2 separate regions of the Triticum aestivum genome follow, and region 1 is linked to region 2. A link is a contact called in public Hi-C data. All regions are on one chromosome and are shown on one strand. Each heading gives the region's core, a stretch centred on a gene start, on an enhancer-like site or on the middle of the called end of the contact. The rest is flanking DNA. Distances are from core to core; before and after follow the strand shown. Region 1 holds the start of LOC123093527. Region 2 has its middle 41 kb from the start of LOC123093527.

Region 1 (7,688 bases), core at 3,197-5,696, 42 kb before region 2:
CAATGGCTCCAAAACAGCAGGGGGCACGCCGGGGTCAGCCGCCGGCACGACACCATCAGTCGCAGGGCTGTCTTGATGAGAAACCACCGAAGCCCAAGTGCGACCAGGACGATGTAGTGGGGCTGGAGGCGATCCGCTGCAGGGGGGAGGCCGCTGACGAGGCCCGATAGGCGCGAGGGGGGGACGACGAGGTTCTGAACCGGCAGGATGCCGTGCCAAGCACTCCCGCTCGCGATGGCCGGAGTGGCCACATCCCAAGCACCGGACAGGGCCGCGGCAGCCCACGACGAAGTGGTCCGACGCCAAGCACCAAAAGCAGAGGCCGAAAGTCCTCTGCTTGAAAGTGCGAGGCAGTCCAGCATCCTTCCTGGGAGGGGGAGCAGCCACCTTCTCCAGGCTCAGGCGGCGCTGTCTCCCAGCCTCCACCCAAGCCGGGGCGGCCGGGGCCAGAGCGGCGGGCGCCGGGGTCGAAGCCGCAGGGGCCGAAGCGGCCGGCGCCGGGGCCGGAGAGCCCGGCTCCGGTGCCGGAGCAGCAGGGGCCGGAGCGGCCGGCGCCGGGGCCGGAGCAGCAGGGGCGAAAAGAGCGACCGCCGGAGAGGGGCGCGGGTCAGGGCCTTCATCCCCGGCCGGGCTGGGAGGGGGAGGGGGAGGGGCGGCGGCGGGGGCTACGGGGGCCATGCGTGGTGGCGGCGGCGGCGGCCGCCAGCGGAGTCGCGGGAGGCTAGGGTTGTTACAGTGTTACAGTGACTAATAAGTGCTTCCGATCCACCCAACTTTGTCGCGACTGCCACGGATGTCTTGCTTGTCTGCTATACGGTCAACGTCGTAGACTGCGTGCCTCCACACGAAGGCCAGTCAGATACGTTGTTTCGTGCGAAAACAATACGAGTCTTAGCAACGATCACAGTCATTCAAACACGTTTCGACGGACTCGCTATCATCAGTCATCGGTAGGTCTAACAGAAAAATCTGCGTGTACACATCGTCGGCCGTCTGCCACCTTTTTTTCAATGGACGGGGCAGTCGACCTGGATATTTCTATCCCGGAAAGTTGAACCGGCTGGATCCTGGATAGATAGAGCTGGAAAGGAACAGTGGTGGTAAATAAAAGCGAGAAAGCATTTACGCCGGGCTCTGTGCGTGGCCCCCGCCGTGTCAGCGGACCCGCACCGATTGGTTCGATCGGGGTGGTCCATCCCAATCCCATATCCGATCCCGCCCCACGACGGGGGCACTCCTCCTCGCTCCAGCACTAGTACACGCGGACGCGCTTCCGGATTCAAAATTTTCGCAGCGGCCGACGCGCCGCGGGGCCGGAAGGGGATCGGGCCGGCGGGGAGAGAGATTGGTAGTAGAAGAGTAATGGGTGGCATCCGGCCGAAATTTCAGCGAGATCCGGTGGTACTTCCGGCGCCCCGTGCCAGCCTGGCGAGTAAAATGCGCGACTGGCCCTCGTATTCTTCGAAATTGCGGCTGACTTCTTTCTCTCGTAAAACGCTTGGAGCTTCCCTGCCCAATGCCACGGGTATAAAGCACAATTTTCTCCTCGGAATATAGATTTGATTTTGTGTGGTCGAGTATCTTTTCTCCGAGGCTAAACCTTGCCACTCCCTGCATTCCAACATAATTGATGTTCTCGGGGTTTTTGTGATGGTTTTATGTAAAAAAAAATCATCAAATGGATATTCTCTGCGGGGCCATGGGTTTAGGGGGGGGGGGGGCAAACATACATAGTTGTTTACAACTGTTTTTAGTGAAAAATTTGCCTGATACAAAAGGATATAGGCTTGTGTTCACATAAGGGAGGGGGAGGGGGGGTGGTCCGGATGGGCCCCCATAAAGCTCCGCCACTCCATTTTCATGTTTTCGTTTTTTTCTAAGTTAAGCTTATTTAACTTACAGAAATTTAACTTATGACAAACCTAGAAGTTCACGAATTAGATTTAGGAATGGAAGGAGTAACTGTTCGGCTTGGGGACTTTTTATTTCTTTTACGGGAACCCGCTTGCTTATTTTCCTCTTATTATTATTTCCAAGGAACCCCCCTGTGCAAGCTGCATCGTGCTTTTTTGGTGTTGGATGACTTTTATTCAACCATAACAGAATGTGGCATACAAATGAAATCAGGGGGGTATAAGCCACACATGGCGCCCCAACTCTAAGGTAACATAAGACTTAGCAGGATAACTGGCTTCCCAATTCTGCTCTCTCTTCTCATGCTGGACATGAACTTTAACAAAATCCTTCATCTTCGGTCTTTACTCTCAAATAATAACATTGTTCGTACCACGATACTCACCTTTAATACGATTAATAGTAGCCACACAATTTCTCGCTATGTGAATTCCGCTCACGTACATGTTAGAGGCCAGAGAAAACGTTTCTGGCTGAACTAGGTCCTGAATCCATCGCAGGACTCAAGATAGCTTCCCCGTTCGACCCGACATACAATCGCCAGAGAACCCTTATCTTGATTTCTAGCAACAACAGTGTCGACATTGATCTTCATGCAACCCTGAAAAGATGGTTTCCAACCCCTTCTCACCTGTATTAGGAATGAGATGTTAGTTTTTGTTGATTAACTAAACGCCTACCTACCGAGAACCAGTGCAAGCCCCCCTAGGTAGTTTTCAATGAAGCTGAATGTGGTCAAAGGTGGATGGAATTCATGTTCATGGATCTCCTTCCGACGAGCCCAACATATAACCCATAGGGCCATCGATATCTTGATAAATTCTTCCTCTGTTGTTTTCATGAGCTCCATCAACCATACCCTCACATCAGGCAAATTGCAGGCAATAAGATGTTCCACAAGCTCCTCGTACATAAGTAACCACACAGTTTTGGCCATGTTACAACCAACAAGTGCATGATGCCAACAATCTCCAGTGTTGTTGCATGTCTAATAGATATTGGATTCCGCCATATTCCCATGGTATCTCATATAAGCTCCGTAGATGCACCAATGTGTTTCCCCTTTGGTGCAAGCATTTCTAGAAATGCCTAGTTCGTGAATATTTATGGTTCCACGTCCCACTACCTTTTTTTTATCTCTGTTCATTTAATACAACTTGTCTAATCCACCCTGAGCTGGCTAGCCCACATGGTAAATGTTTGCAAAAGGAGAACTTTGTTTGAAACTAGCAAGAAGAAATCAGTACCTTTGGTTGGGTTCGATGTGAGAAACTTCGAACCAAAGCACCCGAAACTCAAATCCAGCACTTCAGATTTGACACCAAAAAACACATTGTTACCTTCATTTTTATCTTCCAAGTGCAATCTTCTGCCGCATAAAATTCACGGACATTGCCATGTAAACTTACTTGACAAGATGCATGCGAATGTCGGTACCTCATAATTTGTGTGGAGTGTGAATTTAGGGGATGCTACACCATATGCCAACTAGACTGTCTCCCTTTAGCGCCTTTTATTAGCATTTTTTTACGAGTCTCAATTGCTTCGACTGGCCCCATGACAAGGCAAATCACGACGAGTGCTAGAAATAGAAGGATAAGGTGGTGGTCCATACGACCATTGGTCCATCAAGCCATAAAGATGTGAAAGGAAACATATAGAAATTAAATTAAATGCACAAAAGGGTAAAGGGAAATAGGAGCACTTGAAGATTGTATTCCAAGGCGATGGTTAGCTAAAAGACATTAAAAAGGCTTGTCAATGATGTGGCCACAAAATCATGATCACGTTCATGCGTGTTGTAGGCTTGCATTGGATACTTGTTAGTTCCATCATCACGTATTCCATACCATGTTGGGTAGATTAACTCAAACACATTCTATTAAAAGAAATATGTGATGACCAACATGATAACCCGATACCCCACTATGCATTATCAATACGAGCAACTATTCACCAAGGTGCATCGTCTTTTCACGAGGAAAATGCAAAGTAATCCCACGAGGTTAATGAGAAAACAACTTGGTTTCAACTTCCAATACAAGCCGTTTTGTTTTTCTTTTCTTCAAAAGCCTACCTATTTTACACGAGCCCCAATAGAGAAATAGAGGGGTAAGAGGAAATGTCAAACGCTTCAAGATCTTAGTATTTTACTAAATTTGTTGAAATAATGCCAATGCAGTGATTGCAAACCATCATTATGTTCATGGCTTTATTTTGTACTGATTTTTTGGTAGTTCAATCATGAGTGATCTCATTAGTGTGATGTAAGTTGCGACATTAGCCTAGTAATACCCCACCTTGCAGTTTTCAACACAAACTACTTTGAATCTTCATTGAGGCACATTAACTATCCACTCGGAAAGAATGCAATATCGGAAAGAATCAGATAAGGTCTAAATCAGATTAATTTTGAATTCTCAAACATAACCAATTCGAGTTTATTTCTTTCCAGAAACATATCTCTACTTTCCCAACTCAAATCAAAGCAACCATGACCGGGGTCCTGTGCGTAATACGGCAGGACTCGAGGGTAAATCCGGGGAGATCCAAACCGGAGGCGCGTCGCGTTATAAGTACGGAGTGGGGCTCCGACACGGGCCGTCTCCATCACAGATTCCGAGAGCTCCCAAGGTCGCGCCGCGGCTCCCCCCTCCCCCACCGCATCCCGCCGGTCGCTCGACTCGCCTCACCGCCGCCGCCGGTCGACATGGGGTTCGTGTCCTTCGCCGGGAGGGTCCTCTTCGCCTCCGTCTTCCTCCTCTCCGCCTACCAGGAGTACGCGCCCCCCTCCCCTCTCCCTTCTCCCTATCCGCTTACCTCCATTGTCGTCGTTGCTCGGTCGCCGCGGTCGATCCTAGCCTGGTTTCGTCAGATCTGTTGCGGCGCTGGCGGTATCCGGGGAGCGTGTGGGCAGGGTACGCCCTGGCCTTTGGATCTCGTGATGGATAGTGCGTTTTGTAGGGTCTCGGGTCGTGAGGCGCCTGGATCTGGCGTCACGCTTCGTTGTGGTCCATGCGAATAACAGCGCCCAGAATTTTGTTTCCGCGTGCTCTGATCTAACCTTGGGTCGCTCAATTGCGTCATTGATCTATGTAATTTATGTTTGAAATTTATGTAGATGCTTTCTTTTCGTTCACGCTGTCTCATCTTGTGAGCATGAGACTTGTTAGCGTGGTTGCTCTAGTAGCGTCGTAAATATCGTGGACCAGTCGTCTTATATGTACATCCCAATGTCGTTGTCTTATATGTACATTCCAATGTCAAATTGTGTTTTGTTCGTGTGTAGTCTCATGCCTATAATTACTAGCAAGACTCTGGTCATTATCCTCATGGTCTATGCGTGCTACAGTTGTTAGATTGGTTGCATCTCCATTGCTGCTTTCATGTCCTTAGTTGCCTGATGACTTGTACCATTGCATCGTGAATTATCTGGAGTCTTCCTACCGGATTGAGTTTTTGTCATAGAGTGAGTTGCAGCCCACTTTCCATCATGACATATTGACTTGATCAAGGGATTAGTGCTAGTAGCCACCTTTTGTTTGCACCTAGTTTACTGCTGCTGAATGGCTTAATGGGAACAGTACGGAACATGTGGGATTATATGGAAGTTCTCTTAACTAGCTTGGATGCCATCTGATCAGTTATGTATTCAGAAGCTGTTACGACTGCATGAATTAGATTGTACTATTCTACCTGTTATATGCTGACGTATTAAGTTTTGAGAAAAGTATATTCTTCAATGCTTATTGATTTTTAAGGTATTTTTATTGCAGGTTTACTGAATTTGGAACTGATGGCGGGCCAGCTGCAAAGAATCTGCAGCCAAAGTTTAACAGTTTCACCAAAAATATCTCCGTACACCTCGGAGTGGTGGTGCCTCATGTAGAGGTGAAATTTACTTTATTCATGGTATATACTGTAGGTGGTCTGAATCTTAACCAGTCATTAATTAGTTAGCTTTGTGTGTTTAATTTATCCAGTTGAAGCATGTCATTGCCGCTACCATTGGTCTGAAGGGTCTGGGAGGTCTCCTGTTTATCGTCAGCAGTTCATTTGGTGCTTATCTCCTGGTATGTACTGATCTGTTGTTACGCTGTATAGTATTTCTTGTTGTGATCTACGCATTCCATTTATGTCAAGTGTACATGGCTAAAATTGATTTTCATATCTAGAGTAATGAGGGAATTTCTCTTGTGCTATACTCCATAGTAATGTAGGGTCGTGCATGCACAAATGCCTTATTTCATTGTATTCAAATATCGCCATTTATCTCATAAATATTTGCTACCGAAAAGCTACTGAATATTATCTTGCATTAGGCATTGTCATTTGGCTGTTCTTTTGAATTTAAACAAGAGCATATTGCTTTAGACTACTGGTCACCTAGCTAGGGCAACTGCATTTCTGTTCTTCTAGATCTATCAAATCTGGCCACAAAGATTTTGTTCTTCTAAATTTCATGGTGTTTTGCTTTCAGGAACTGTTATACTCCCATACCATTTGTTTATATTACAAGATGTGTACATTTTGTAAAGTACTCCTTGTCGTCTGCACTTGTTTCCTCTAATGTTTTGGCAAGTGCCTAATGTCACTGTTGTGGTTTGCCCATCTGGTACCATCCTGGCTTCTGATATAAATGCGCTGCAGATATTATCAAAACCTGCATTCTGCTTGTTTGCCCATTTAATTGTGCCTTGTGAATATTATGGTTCTATCTGGTGCTGCTTTTGCGCACATTTTGCTGTATGATGTCCTAATGAGTACACGATTCTTAACTTCCTTATTTGTTTCTGTGGACACCGTGATATGATAAGTGTGACCCATTGAAGTTTTAGTCACCTTAGACCTCATGAATTACCGATCCTGTTCCCACTACGTTCATATGTGCTGCGTTTGCTATGTCTCTGCTTCCTTGTTGTGCGCTTTTCTAATGAAAGGTATTTGTTTCGGCAGGCCCTCTACCTTGCTTTCATCACGCCTGTTGTCTACGACTTCTACAACTACGACATGGAGAAGGCTGAATTCGTGCAGATCTTCATGAAGTTCACACAGGTATGATGCAAATATTCACCTGTTTTTGCATGTCTGTTGAACAAGGAATGTCCCATGGTAGCTAACCACTCGTGATCCCTTTTAACTGTAGAACCTGGCACTGTTTGGAGCCCTTCTCTTCTTCCTGGGCATGAAGAACTCGGTCCCCAAGAGGCAGGCCAAGAAGAAGGCCGCCAAGTCCAAGACAACCTAGAGCATCTCTCTCTGCCAAGATAGCTGTGGCCGTAGGGGCTTTGCGGGAAAGACGGTCTTATTTAACAAAGCTACCGTACCTGTTCTTCTCTTATGTGTAATGGATCCGTTTTTGAAGGGGGCGTAGGCCTTACAAGGTGTGGGTGGCGGTTTAGGCGACTAGATTGTGTATCATTATTATGTGCTACTTCCGATTTGATTGTTGTAGGGCTAAAGATTGTTATCCCATTTGTTTATTCTGCAACCAATATTGTTACTGATGCAAAGGAGATTAGATTACCAAGGTCACTCTTGCCTGGGATTTTTTTTGGGTGTGGCTTCATATTGGCAACTTTGCACGGTTCTTTCCGACCATTCTGTTAAGGGCATGTACAATGCATAGCCTCAAGGTGATGCCTCACATGTCACGTAGGATCGGATATGACGTAAAGTAGGTTCGGATAGGGAAGCGGGATCCTCTTCAGGAGGCGGGTGCTTGAAAAGAAAAAGTGTGGTCCGGTGACAAAAACTGAAAAGGTTGAAGTGAA
Region 2 (7,712 bases), core at 3,656-6,155:
AAAACCACATCTAAACAGAGGCTAGATGAATTATTTATTATTAAACAGGAGCAAAAAGCAAAGAACAAAAATAAAATTGGGTTGCCTCCCAACAAATGATAACGTTTAACGCCCTAGCTAGGCATGATGATCTCAATGATGCTCACATAAAAGATAAGAATTAAAACATAAAGAGAGCATCATGAAGAATATGACTAACACATTTAAGTCTAACCCACTTCCTATGCATAGGGATTTTGTGAGCAAACAACTTATGGAAAAAATAATCAACTAGCATAGGAAGGCAAAACAAGCATAACTTTAAAACTTTAAGCACATAGAGAGGACACTTGATATTATTGCAATATGTAGAAGCATATGATCCTCTTTCATAATAATTTTCAGTAGCATCATAAATGAATTTAACCATATAACCAGCACATAAAACATTCTTTTCATGATCTACTTGCATAGAAATTTTACTACTCTCCACATAAGCAAATTTATTCTCATCAATAGTAGTCGGAGCAAACTCAACAAAATAACTATCATGTGAAGCATAATCCAATTGAAAATTAAAATCATGATGACAAGTTTCATGGTTATCTTTATTATTCATAGCATACGTGTCATCACAATAATCATCATAAATAGGAGGCATGCTTTCATCATAATATATTTGCTCATCAAAACTAGGGGGACTAAACATATCATCTTCATCAAACATAGCAGCCCCAAGCTTGTGGCTTTGCATATCATTAGCATCATGGGTATTCAAAGAATTCATACTAACAACATTGCAATCATGCTCATCATTCAAATATTTAGTGCCAAACATTCTAATGCATTCTTCTTCTAACACTTTGGCACAATTATCGGAATTCTTATTTTCATGAAAGACGTTACAAAGATGAAGTATATGAGGCACCCTCAATTCCATATTTTGTAGTTCTCTTTTATAAAATAAACTAGTGATAAAACAAGAAACTAAAAGATTCGATTGCAAGATCTAAAGATATATCGTCAATCACTCACTTCCCCGGCAACGGTGCCAGAAAAGAGCTTGATGCCTACTATGCAACCTTCTTCTTATAGACGTTGTTGGGCCTCTAAGTGCAGAGGTTTGTAGGACAATAGCAAATTTCCCTCAAGTGGATGACCTAAGGTTTATCAATCCGTGGGAGGCGTAGGATGAAGATGGTCTCTCTCAAACAACCCTGCAACCAAATAACAAAGAGTCTGTTGTGTCCCCAACACACCCAATACAATGGTAAATTGTATAGATGCACTAGTTCGGCGAAGAGATGGTGATACAAATGCAATATGAATGGTAGATATAGGTTTTTGTAATATGAAATTATAAAAACAACAAGGTAACTAATGATAAAAGTGAGCGTAAACGGTATTGCAATGCTAGGAAACAAGGCCTAAGGTTCATACTTTCACTAGTGCAAGTTCTCTCAACAATAATAACATAACTGGATCATATAATTATCCCTCAAAATGCAACAAAGAGTCACTCCAAAGTCACTAATAGCGGAGGACAAACGAAGAGATTATTGTAGGGTACGAAACCACCTCAAAGTTATCCTTTCTGATCGATCTATTCAAGAGTCCGTAGTAAAATAACATGAAGCTATTCTTTCTGTTCGATCTATCATAGAATTCGTACTAGAATAACACCTTAAGACACAAATCAACCAAAACCCTAATGTCACCTCAAGTATCCGTGGGTATGATTATACGATATGCATCACACAATCTCAGATTCATCTATTCAACCAACACAAAGTACTTCGAAGAGTGCCCCAAAGTTTCTACCGTAGAGTCAAGACGAAAACGTGTGCCAAACCCTATGCATAAGTTCACAAGGTCATTGAACCCGCAAGTTGATCACCGAAACGTACATCAAGTAGATCACGTGAATATCCCATTGTCACCATAGATAAGCACATGCAAGACATACATCAAGTGTTCTCAAATCCTTAAAGACTCAATCCGATAAGATAGCTTCAAAGGGAAAACTCAATCCATTACACGAGAGTAGAGGGAAACATCATAAGATCCAACTATAATAGGAAAGCTCGCGATACATCAAGATCGTGCCAAATCAAAAACACGAGAGAGAGAGATTAAACACATAGCTACTGGTACATAACCTTAGCCCCGAGGGTGAACTACTCCCTCCTTGTCATGGAGAGCGCCAGGATGATGAAGATGGCCACCGGTGAGGGATCCCCCCTCCGCAGGGTGCCGGAACAGGGTCCCGATTGTTTTTTGGTGGCTATAAAGGCTTACGGCGGCGGAACTTCCGATCTATTGTGCTCCTGGATGTTTTCGGAGTATATGGGTATATATAGGAAGAAGAAGTAGGTCGGTGGAGCTGCGAGGGGCCCACGAGGGTGGGGGGTGCCCAGGGGGGGGGGGCAGGCGCGCCTCCCTGCCTCGTGGCCTCCTCGCTTCTTTCCTGACGTCCACTCCAAGTCCTCTGGACCATGTTTGTTCCAAAAATCACTCTCCCGAAGGTTTCATTCCGTTTGGACTCCGTTTGATATTCCTTTTCTGCGAAACACTGAAATAGGCAAAAAAAACAGCAATTTGGACTGGGCCTCCAGTTAATATGTTAGTCCAAAAAATAATATAAAAGTGTATAATAAAGCCCATTAAACATCCAAAACAAATAATATAATAGTATGCATACTTTCATAAATTATAGATACGTGGTAGAGGCTGGACCCCGGCGAGGGATTCTGCGAATTTGGAGTCGATGAAGGAGTTGGAGCTGCCGAAATCCACTAGTAGCAGCACCTCGCGGCCTTGAATCCACACGCGTAATTGAAATGCTTTTGCAGAGATTCCCCCTGTCATGGCAGATATGGAAATCGCCATGATTGCATCGTCGGTGCTGCTCGTCGCTGGAATCTGTGTGTCGATGAAGTTGTCGATGTCGAACAGGTCGAGCAGTTCTTCGACAACGTGTAGTTGCACATAAGTAGGACACACATGATCGTGGCCCCACTTCTCGCCGCACTTGACACAGAGGCCGCGGGCTCGCGTGTAGTCTCGCAGCGTCTTGAGCTTGGACGTATCGTCCCGTGCGGCGTCCATGCCATGGCGATCGGTGGCTATCGTGGGCGCGGTGTGGCGCGCCACTGGTGGTGGAGGCAGCGATAGCGGAACCCCTGCACGCGGTGACACTTCTGGCGGTCGTGGTAGAGTACCAAACGTGCCGTCAGCCACCTCCTCCTGAAGCAGAGCCAGGGCGCATGCCGTGTCAAGGTCTGGTGGCCGCTGCACCGGAACCACTGCTCGGATGTCGTTCCTCAGTCCCTCGACAAAACGAGTGAGAAAATAGTAAGGATGAATCGAATCAGAGCAAGAATTCAGATGATTGATGATCAACTCAAATTTCTCAATATAGTCTGCTACAGAAGTTGTTTGGCGAATTGTGTAAAACTGGCATATGAGCATTTGATGGCGATCATGTCCAAAACGAGTGCTCAAGAGGGTAGTGAAGGAATCCCAGTTGAACTCGCATAGGCGTTTTTGGATCGATTGCAACCACACGGCTGCTAATCCGGTGAAATTGAGGGATGCCATGGGTACCCAAAAAGCAGGTGTGATCCCAAACATGGTAAAATACTGCTCACATAAAGTTTTCCACTGGTTCGGGTTCTCGCCCGAAAATTGGGGAAAAGTGATGGATGGGTGCGCCTGACCCAGACCGGCGAGCATCTGGCTGGCGTGGCTGAAAGGAGATAACAAGACTGGAGTGATGGGGTCGGTGGTCGTACCTTTAGCCGGGAGCGGCGGCATCGTCGTGGGGGACGCCGCCGGTGGCCCCCGTTTGATCTGGAATTCGCCGTGGCCATCAGGTCCTTATGGATGGGTCACCGCATCAGCGCCCTCAAGCACCGGATCCGCGTCGGATCGGGCTAATGGAGGCGCCTATGCTCGTTGTAGAGCTGCGACGTCGTCGCCCAGATCCGCCACCCGACGCTCGAGATCGGGGCGCCAGGTGAGCAGATCGTCGATCTTCGTCGCCGTAGACTGCTGGGCCTTGGTCAGGTCATCGATGGTGGCTTCGATCTTGGTTTCGAAGCGGGTGAGGAAGGCCAAGACGCTCGGATCCATGGCCTCGCATGCTTGTCGCAGGCCTCTCGTCTCGATGAGGTGCGCCAGAGCGGATCGGAGAGGGAAGTAGGATTTGGTCTCTGATACCAATTGTTAGAGTAGCGAACGGGGGTGGCGCTAGATCGATCTATTCACTCTCTGAAGTAGTAGCAAGATAGATCGATTATAAGACTTGGGGATTTTGTGGCAACTAGAGGAGATACACGAAGAACAGAGAAACTAGGGTAGCCGCCGTCGAGTAATCGCCTGATCCACTGGATGCTCGTTCCCTCCTAGTCGCCCGTTACTTGTAGTGACATGGTGGGCTTCAACGCGTCCACTCCGGCCCGCTGGTACGTGGGCTGGGACGCCTGACTCGAGTGGGCAGCTGGACAGCGCGATGGCTGGAGTAGTCGCTGCCCTGCGGGTCCTGCTTGTCAGGTGCGTTGACACCGTCCGGATATATGAGGCGGGTTTAAAGGATCCGGCTGTAGATGCTCTTAGTGGTAGTGAAGCCCGCCATCCTTGCTCCGTCCACTATCACGCAACGTTCACCCTAGACTGGACATCGCGCCGCCCGGCTGTGGAGCGGATGCCATACGTGGCGAAGCGTGAAATGGGGAGACGGACACGAACGGCGGTGGCGTACGCCGCATTCTCCAGTGTTTCACGGCAAAAACACAGCGACTTTATCCGTCGTTGCATCGGTCGGTCACCAAAGGAGAACAGATTCACGCGTCGTCCAAGAAGGCCGGTCAAGTCCCTGGCCCCCCTAATACCGCCAAACATCAATTTCACATCGGCCAACTGAACCAAATGCTCTATTTTCATTTCTATTTTCTATACTTCGCTCGTTTGCCACGTACGTACTATCCAAAGGCACAAAAAGACCCATGGATGCCGTTTTTATGTCGATTTCACTATGAAAATGAAATCTCTTAACTCGTCCAACTTCAAAATAAAATGCGCCATGGAGCCTTCCGCCAGAGCCTCCGTCCAAACTGAAGAAGTCCTTGTCACCTTGCTTCCAATACTACATCACCTGTCCTTTTTCTTTATAAAAACTTGCACAAAAATGTCTTATTTATGCAGTTTGGACGATCTGCCTGTGCCTGGAGCTACAGCACCCTCCACGCCGGATTAGTTTAGGCCTCGCCGCGGCGGAGAGCGACGTGATTGCGTCGTGTCCCACGACTGCCGGGCACGGTGGCCTCCCCCTGTCTCTCCCTGACCCCGATCGCTCGAGCCTAGTTTACGTACCTTGCCTCCGTCTCCATCTCTGTCATCGAGCTTGGAGTAAATTGCACAGAAGTACCACAATTGGGACATTGTAAGCAGATTGATACCAAGTTTGGTAATTTTTACATGTCAGTATCAAATCTGGGGCTAGATGTTACAAAAAGGTCTAAATCTCGTATAAACGCGTATTGACAGTGTATCTGACCGGCGGGGCCCGCCTGTCAGCTGCCGACATGGCATTTTTTTTACAGAAACCCCCCGCACCTCCTTCGTCCTCACGCACGGCGGTGCCCGGTCTGGATCGAGGGGAGGATCCCCTCGAGCCCGAGCTCCTCTCCGATCACCGCGGCTCCCACTTGCGCCGGAGCTGCCCCTGCTCGCGCCGCCGCGGCCTCTGCTCGTGCCGCTGTGGCCTCTACTCACGCCTTCCCTCTCTGCCGTGGCCTCTTCTCGCGTCGTGGCCTCTCCCCCCTCCGCTGCAGCAGCTCCAGCGGGCAGAGCGCATCCATCCTGTGCAGGTGTTGGCCCGACGAGTACCTGAGCTCCCCGACAACCTTGAGCTCCAGCCGGAACAACCCCGTCGTGCTCTCCCTGACGAACTCGGCCACCCCTGCGCTCCCGAGCGCGACGCCCCGCCCTGTCGGCCGCCGCCACGGCGCTGTACGCCTCCGTATTTCCCGCCCGGACCATGACCCTCGCGCCGGCCAGCGCGACATAGGCGAAGCGCGTGCCGACGAAGAGCAGCTCCGCGTCGAGCGGCGCCGTGTGCTTGGCGCGCCTGAGCCAGTGGTGGTTGTGCAGGGCGACGGCGAGCGAGACGTCGCAGGCGAGCGCGGTGGCCGTGGCGTTTCTGTCGGCGAGGGCGAGGCGGGCGAGGGCCGCGTCCTCGACGGTGACGCCGAGGGGCGGGCGGTAGATGTGATGACGGGCGAGCAGCGTGACACCGGCGGCGAGGACGACGAAGGCGACGAGCGCGCAGGTGACGCGGGTGAGCGCCTTGCCGCTGATGGCGTCCAGGAAGGAGGAAGAGAAGAAGAGAGGCAGGGTCCGGGGACGGCCTGGTCCTAGTCGCCGTTGGTGGTGCTCCGGTGGCCGGCCGGCGGCGAGGCGAGGAGGAGGCCGGGGCAGGGCTGGGGTTACGGGAGGCGAAGGAGCTCGAGCTCGAGGGGCTCCTCCCCTCGATCCAGATCGGGCACCGCGGCGCGTGAGGACGAAAGAGTGCGGGGGGGGGGGGGGGGGGTTCTGCAAAAGAAATGCCACATTGGCAGCTGACATGCGGGCCCTGCCGGTCAGATACACCGTCAATACGCGTTTATACGTGATTTAGACCTTTTTGTAACGTCTAGCCCCAGACTTGATACGGACACATAAAAATTACCAAACTTGATACCAATCTGCTTCCAATGCCTCAATTGTGGTACTTCTGTGTAATTTACCCTCGAGCTTGAGCTATATATCAATCGTGACCGCCACATGTGCGATCCATGGATCGTTCTAGATTCCCTAGCTAGCTCAGTGTTGCGTGCTGCCCTGGACAGTGACACGGGACCTAAAATGGCTACCTCACTAGCTAGCTAGCTAGCTAGGTACGTGATGAGGAGAGTGACCCAACACTCAAACCGATTGACCGGCGGGAGAGAGAGAGGCTCCGCTCCATCGATCGATCGTTAGGGCATGCACTTTACGTCTTCTGCAATTTGCGAACCAGGCCGCTTAGGACATTTTGCTTTGCTCAAACATATGCAATAAGCTTTCTATCTCTTTGATGCCACAACATGAGTAAGTAAAAATATCCTTTTCGATAGAGCGTGAGTTTTATCGATTCAAAATTAAGCATAAAGTGCATATATACACAATGAGCATACACCCGACCTCTACGTAGATATGATGCACGAAATCAACACCAACACATACACACAAAAACACTGGCAAATAGTAAAGTCCATATATAAGATCAAGGCTATGCCTAAACAAGGAAAAAAAAGAAAAAACAACAAAATCGATCAAATCCAACAAACTACAACTATGATCATATTCGTACCAACCACTGACGGAGCTACGCAAGGGCCAAACCAGGCCATGGCCCGCCCTACTTTTCTACAAAAATATATATTTGTAACTAGGCCCAGCCCACGCACTACAACACAGGTCAGCTGCAGCAGCCCAGTTGTAGCAAAGGTTCAGTCTGGCCCGCCCAACAATCTGTGTATAGCTCCGCCAGTGGTACCAACCATCTCATTAGACCAGAAGAACAACGAGGTCTTTCAACGACAGCGCCTTCAAGAAAGGAGCGATGCTCAAGTGCCGCCATCACACCTGACCAACCACCAAAGGCTAGATCCTAGATTTTCATCCAGAGAAGCGAGTCCGAGCATGAGCAA

What was found. Hi-C and Micro-C count contacts between places; a contact is called where the count stands out from the background.
Region 1: a contact with region 2 is called in a Hi-C map of leaf, with 2.3 times the contacts expected there. The contact joins the promoter of LOC123093527 here to the enhancer-like site in region 2. A contact is called at or near these places in 2 of 5 Hi-C or Micro-C datasets (both in leaf).

What each region holds. Positions count from the first base shown.
Region 1 is chr4B:604,737,016-604,744,703 of IWGSC CS RefSeq v2.1, reverse strand. It overlaps LOC123093527, which reads left to right and starts at 4,446. Exons shown (of 5, transcript XM_044515510.1): 1 at 4,446-4,692; 2 at 5,691-5,805; 3 at 5,898-5,987; 4 at 6,871-6,969; 5 at 7,061-7,449. The coding sequence starts at 4,625. The coding sequence ends at 7,162.
Region 2 is chr4B:604,695,869-604,703,580 of IWGSC CS RefSeq v2.1, reverse strand. No RefSeq gene overlaps it. Among protein-coding and RNA genes, the nearest start is that of LOC123093527, 41 kb to the left of the region's middle. Within about 2 kb of position 4,905, at least 1 of the 8 cell types and tissues checked has an H3K27ac peak or open chromatin away from gene starts, as enhancers often do. A contact at or near this core is called in leaf, where this site is marked.